Regions from separate parts of the Sus scrofa genome. Here region 2 is linked to region 1. Evidence: chromatin contacts called from public Hi-C data. All regions are on one chromosome and are shown on one strand. Each heading gives the region's core, a stretch centred on a gene start, on an enhancer-like site or on the middle of the called end of the contact. The rest is flanking DNA. Distances are from core to core; before and after follow the strand shown. Region 1 holds the start of LMTK2 (serine/threonine-protein kinase LMTK2). Region 2 overlaps LMTK2 (serine/threonine-protein kinase LMTK2).

What was found. A called contact is a pair of places that touch in the nucleus more often than the background predicts.
Region 2: a Hi-C map of skeletal muscle shows a contact between it and region 1, with 2.1 times the contacts expected there. The contact joins the enhancer-like site here to the promoter of LMTK2 in region 1. A contact is called at or near these places in 2 of 5 promoter capture datasets (fetal skeletal muscle and liver), 12 of 47 Hi-C or Micro-C datasets (alveolar macrophages, blood, embryonic fibroblasts and 5 more) and 1 of 2 datasets of contacts at active chromatin or transcription factors (skeletal muscle).

The regions. Positions count from the first base shown.
Region 1 is chr3:5,320,503-5,323,766 of Sscrofa11.1, reverse strand. LMTK2 (serine/threonine-protein kinase LMTK2) reads right to left here and starts at 1,529. Exons shown (of 14, transcript XM_021086090.1): 1 at 1,125-1,529. The coding sequence starts at 1,209.
Region 2 is chr3:5,371,723-5,374,986 of Sscrofa11.1, reverse strand. All of the region lies in intron 6 of LMTK2 (serine/threonine-protein kinase LMTK2), which reads right to left. Among named protein-coding and RNA genes, the nearest start is that of BHLHA15, 37 kb to the left of the region's middle. Within about 2 kb of position 1,661, at least 25 of the 83 cell types and tissues checked have an H3K27ac peak or open chromatin away from gene starts, as enhancers often do. A contact at or near this core is called in liver, omental adipose tissue and skeletal muscle, where this site is marked.

The sequences.
Region 1 (3,264 bases), core at 280-2,779:
TAACATCATTCTAAAATAACTCTTGACCTCCAGAGTATTCTAAACAGCTAAGAGACTTCAAGTGGTAAAGCGGAAAAAAATCACCCTACTAGGGGTTTTAGTTGTGGCTCCAACTACAATTTAGCTGTGTCACCTTGGGGTGCCCAGGGCCTCAGGATCTTCAACTGCAAAACAAAAAGATTGGACTAAATTGTCCTTAAGGACCCTTCTATCTCTAAAATTCCATGAATCTATGATATTTCAGTCTCCTCTCATTCCAAAGATAAGCAACAGATAACAGCAAGTTAGCCTAGATTTTTTTTTTTCCCTTTAAAAAAAGTATCCAACTTAGGATGCTTTCCTGGATTGAAGTTTTATATGGGAAAACAAACCACAAATGAAAATGATGTGGAGAAAATGGGAAGAAAAGAAGAAAAATCACACACTGACGTAGCTAAAATAGAAACTTCAATCACCCTTGGGCCATTCTGTCAATAGTTATTCAAAGACTGCTACTCCAATCACTGGCTTCCTAAAACAGAGCTATTTATAGAGTTGTTTCCTTCCCATCCCCAGAGATTCAATCCGAATAAAAAGCACAGCGTCTAAAATCAATTTACAACTTCAGAACAAGTTGCAAAGAGCGAAGGAAACTCTGCGCAGCTCCCCCAAGTCATTTGCATTTAAGTATGATGAGGGCTAAGAAACGGTTCTTATTATAAGATGTGAGACAAGCACAGGAGGCAGGTGACATCTGGAAAAGGAAGCAGAACTGCCAAAAAGGGATGTAGGCTGAGGACCTTCGGGCAACAGGTCCAGAGCCGATACTGCAGCCTACCCGGGGCGGGGCGGGGGTGTCGGTCGCTGCGGCCCCGCTTGCTGCCCTCCTTAGCCCCAACCGCATCGCCTCGCCCCCGCTTCGGCCCTGGAGAGGCAGCCCCCGCTCCCTCCGCCCCACGCCCCTGCGGCAGAACCTCCCTAATCACTCGCTTCCCCGGGCCTCTCGCCCCGGCAGGCCCTCCGATTCCTCGGCGCTGAGGCCGGACCGGGCCTGCAGCCTCCTCCTTCCTCGCCGCCCCCGTCGCAGCGGCTCCGCAGCCCAGTCCCCGCAGCCGGGTCCCTGCCTCGGGCCCGCTCACCTGCACCTGTTTGCGGAAGTGGTGCGGCCCCGGCATTGCCGGCGGCCAGGAGCAGCAACAGCAGCAGCAGCGACGCCGGTGGCCCCGGCATCTCGCCCACAGCGCGGCTCGGGGGCCGGCTCTCGGGTCGTCTTCTGTCCGTCCGTCGGTCGGTCGGTCCTGCCTCCCTCCGTCGCCTCAGCGGCACCCGCGCCGGCTGCTCCAGAGCACACGTCGCTTCAGCCCAACCTCAGCCCGGCCCCTGGTCCGCACCCACCGCTCAGACCACAGACACACCATCCTTCCCGCCCGCCCGTCTGCGCCGCCACCGCCACCGCCTCTTAACAGCAGCAACGGCAGCCGCTCTGCGGAGCCGCGGGCCCGGGCAGCCGCGCTCCCACCGCCATGATGGGCTGCGTCATGTGACGTAGGGCGGGGGCGGGACGGCGTGAATGACAGCCCATCCCTCTAATCAGCAGTTCCACACAGACCACGGAGGCCCCGCCCATCGCCCTGGCGGAGGGAGGGCGGCCGCCCGGTGCGCCCCCTGCAGACCCAGGAGTGCGTGGGAAGCAGGTGATGCCGACAATTATTTTAAATATTTAAAAAAAGAGAAGTATAAAGAAGATAATAAAAAGCATCCAGAATCCATTCTGATTTTTTTCTAAGTACTTTAAAACATGTAAAAATAGGCCTGTTTTATCTTCTGCCTTTTCTACCTGCAAGAGGCGTTTTAGACTTTCCTCCTTAGGTTGACCTACACATCCTATCACCCATCAAGGAGCTTCGGGATTTTTTTTTTTTTCCAACCCAACGAGAACAGAGTACCACTCCCCTAGCACCCACTAAATTCAGCTCCTGAACTCAGGTTGTTTCCCTGTCCTCTCCCGGTAACCTAGCACACCCTTTCCGCCGTCAAGACTCACCTGAAGGATGACGTCATCTAAGACAGCCTTTCCCAGCCCCAGGAGAAATGACTATCACCTCCTAGTGCCCCGCCCTGGCCCTGGGCAGACTGCTAGCCCACCTGCCATATTTTTTTGTTCCTGAGATTGTAAATTTCCTGAGGACAGGAACTGTGCCCGGAGGCAGCTGGGCAAGTACCCCGGGACTGGTGGAGGCCCTGGCCCCACTAGGCATCCTCTAAAGGGATGGTGCCTGGTCCTGGTCTCAGCGTCAGGAAGGAGCAGTTCCTAGGTGCCTGCCTCTCCCCACCAATACACAAGGCGCAGCCAACAGGTGAGGAGAGACCATCCTTCCTCAGCAAGGGTAGAGAAAGTACTTTCCCAGGAGAAGTAACATAGTGATCAGAGGTCTGGAAGTTGGGAAAATGCGGGGCTCTTCTGAAGAATGCACTCATAGTCCAGTTTTGTGCATGAGAAGGACTGATGTGAATTTTATCAGATGGAGCTCTACCAACTGGCAGCCTCAAAGCCTCCCCAGTTCTCCAGACTCCTCAACCGTCCATCCTAAATGCCAGCTCTCTGTGGTGCTAACCCCCTGCACAGACACACAGACTATGCCCAGAGAGTATCTGCTGAATGATTAAGGCAAGCCAATAAACACCTAAGAAAACAGATAGCTGGAATGTGGAAGTGCCGGGTTAGCCTCTATGGCTGTCTGCTGATGTCTACCTGGGAAAGGAAAGCGAGGCAAAGGTCTAGAAAAGAGACACAGTCACCCTGTTGTGCTTCTCCTTGGATCAGGAAGCTCTGGACTTTGAGTTTGAGGAAGCCAGGGAGGGCTCAGGCTGTGTGCTGGGAGGAGTCACAGTATTTGTTTGCAGTACTGCAGGTCCAACCAAAGCCCTGCCTCATAATCCTTGTGGCTGTTAATCATAATTAAACTGTACTCCAACAACAACACACCAGACCACAATCCCAAAGCAGGTTTCGTTATTATGTGAACATCCCAAAGTTGTTTTTTGTTTTGTTTTTTTTTTTAAAAAAAAAAAAAACAAAACTTCCTTTCCGCTTCACGGAACAGGGGTTAAGGTACACATTCCTCAGAGGGTGTCTGATGGAAACATCTACCCTACCACCTACTGCGCCACTCACACCTTTGCTCAGGGCTTCTCTTAAAGACTTCGAGTCAGAAAATTCATAAAGCAAATGAGAGCCTATTTGCTTTGTGTAGTTTCATCCAGGAAGCAGAAAACAGCCTTTGA
Region 2 (3,264 bases), core at 412-2,911, 51 kb before region 1:
ACGACACCCCCACCCCTCCTCTCTTCTCCACAAGCTCCTGGGAGCAGGGACATGTCGCTCGTCTCTGGACGCCCACCCGGAAGGGTCCCCGGTGCACGCGTCCGCTAAGACGCGGCCAGGAACCAGGCGTTTTCCGTATCTGTACCAAGGGCCAGTTAGAACAGAGGCTTCCTACTGGTGGAAAATGCGTGCACGAACATCACGCCACCCAGCACAAAGGTACACAGGATAAAATTTAGCCGTGAGCAGTCGCTACCGGCCATCATGTGGCCTCAGGCAGGTCGATTAGGCGGACAAACAAGAGCAGAACGGAAAGCCTGCTCCGAGGTCAGACCTGGGTGGGATTCCTCAGAGCCCCTGCTCTCGCGCAGCCTCGCTTTTCTCATCCTGAGACCCCGAGGAGCAGCAAACTTCACAGGCCCAGCACGGGGCAGCCCAGGGCAGCGGCCCCGCTCGGCTGCCCCCAGCGCCGGGAGCCCGGGATCTGCGGCCCCGACTGGTCCTGAGCCTCGGGGCACACGTGCTGCTGGCCCGCCCCGGCCCTTCCAGAAGGCCACCCCTGCTCTCCTGGCTGAACAGCATCGAGGAAGTCCGTCCAGGACACCACGAAGGCTCCCCTGCAAAGAAACTATCACCTCTTGCTTCGGAGTCGGGTGAGAGAAGGAACTACTACCTCTGAGGACACAGGCCGTGCCGCCCCGCCCCCGCCCCCGCCCCCGAGTCGCCTCGGCCTCCAGCCTCCCGGCCGCCGTCTCTCAGGGGACGGCGCCCTCTCCCACCGCGTCTCCACGCCCCGAGGGACCACCTGTGACCCCCCAGCACACACGCCGCCCGGCGTCCCTGCCCGGCTCCCGCTGCCCCCTCTCCTGCTGAGCAAGTCCAGCCACGCGGCCCTCCGCTCAGACCAAACGCCACCAACCCTCGGAGGTGAGGCCTGGTCAGCGCTGCCCCACAGATCCACTCCAACCCTTACTTCTCAATTAACTTAGGAAATGAGACATGAATAAACACAGCCACCCTTTCCTGTGCTCAGACCACACGGCCATCACCTTCCGGTCAGATGACCTTCCATCACCTCACAGACGCCTGGGCTGAGGCCCAGGGCGAGGAGGGAGCCCCCCAGGTGACACCCAAGTGAGACACGTGAGGCAGGCCGGGAAGGCCGGACAGGGTGGCTCACGCCCACGTTCCCGGGGCACGGCTCACCCCGGGGTGACTCGCCTGGGTCCCCAGAGCACGGGGCACAGCTCTTTGTGTGTCACAGGCGCACAGTACATTTTTGTTCCCTGAGTGATCCTGGCCCCCCAGCAAGTCGCACACAGGTCCGGGCAGCTCTGCTCCTCCGTAAACTCGGCACCATCAGCCTCACAGGTCGCTGGCTGCCGTCCAGCTACCAAACGCAGCAGAGTTTTCATTTTCTTTGGTAAAAACGCTTAGATAAAGTGCTTTTCAAAAAGAGACTGGTAATTCCATCTCAGAAAGAATTACTTAAGTAAGTGCGAAAATATTCTCTCCTTTCTACTTAAATGACGGTATTGCTGAGCATGATCCTGCCGGTGACGACAGAAAGGGCCAGCGTTCAGCCAAGGGCTCCCGACCTACTGAGAACACGCGAAGATAGTGGCTCCTTTCACGGTGGCCGCAGCTGCCGATTACCAGGCCTGGGCTGCTGGCCCGCAGCCCCTGGGCTCTGGCCAGAGGGCGGTTCTGCCTTGGACGACGCCCCTCTGCTCAGGCCTGCCTCTTTCTGGAGGCTCTGGGCCTCCAGGACGGGAGCGGGGCACAGCTGGATAGAGGCTCTGATGCGTGCGGGGCCGTCCCTGCAGGGCAGGCAGGCAGGTGGGCGCCTCCACGGCTCACGGGCTGATAAGGGTCTCTGCACAGAGACCAGAGAACGTGACCGCGGAGCCAGAGCCCCCTGTTGAGGCCCTAGTCCTTGATGCTGGGGAGCCCAGTTCCCCCTGAAATTTACTAGGTTCGGGAGGCGATGGGCACGGAACCGCCCTGGGAGGCAAGTGTGACCTCACTGCTGGGCGGGGCGGAGGGCTCCCGGGGTTAAAGGCCTCTACTGGGACTGAGACTGGTCCTTCCAAGTGCTGACCGACAGATTTCCCAAGGGCACACCAGCCTCCTCCCAGCCCGGGTCGCAGGTGGCACAGCACCTGACAGAACAGGAGGCCATTCCCCAGGCTTTCGTGTGTGTGGCAAAGCGCTCACCGCACACGACGACCACCCTGTTTCCAAGGGTGCAGTTCCGCGGCACGGAGACCCTGCGCGCTGCCGAACATCCGGGATCCCCGGCATCCACGCACGGAACGCCGTTCATCACCCCACAGGCACCCCGGCCCCGTTCCACACCAGCTCCGCGACCTCCAGCCCCTGGCGCCCACCGCGCCACCTCCTGTCTCTCTGAGCCCCACCGTCCATGCAAGGCCCTCGTGCACGTGGAATCGCGCAGCACGTGTCTTTGTGACTGAGCTCATCTCTCAGCTTCCTCCGCCCTGGAGCGCGTCAGCATTTCCCTGCCCCGCAGGCGGAGCGATACCCTGCTGAAGGCGAGGACCACGTGCGGCGCACGCCTTCCTCCCTCCATCGACACTGGGCTGCTCTCACCTCTCGCGGACCGTGAGTAAGGCCACTGTGAACACAGGCATGAAAGTATCTGTTTGAGAAGCTGCTTTCAGCTACTGTGGACATAGGAACCTGGAAGTGAAACTGTCAGACCATATGGTGATTCTATTTTAATTGTTTGAGGGGAAAATCATTGTTTTTAGGAATATGACTGTGGGGGAGTTCCCACTGTGGCTCAGTGGGAAAGAACCCCATCCGTAACCATGAGGATGTGAGTTCAATCCTGGGCCCCCCTCCATGGGTTAAGGACCCGGTGCTGCCATGAGCTGTGGTGTGCGTCACAGATACTGCTCAGATACAGCGTTGTTGTGGCTGTGGTGTAGACCGGCAGCTGCAGCTCTGATTCAACCCCTAGCCTGGGAATTTCCACATGCCATGTGTGCGGTCCTTAAAAAAAAAAAAAAAAAGGCCAAAAAAAATTACTGTTGATCAGCATAGACTTGGGTGGTTAAATAAAAACAGCTATCGGCTCCGTCCTGACAAGGACAGCTTTCGGTGGGGACGAGGGCGCCCTCCGGATGTTCAGCCTTTAGGAGCAAATGTTCCCCAACATGACTCAGGGGAGTCACATACAATGCGTGTTCTAAGAAGTCGCACCGGTTCACTCTGGAGGGCTGAGACATGACACAGAAA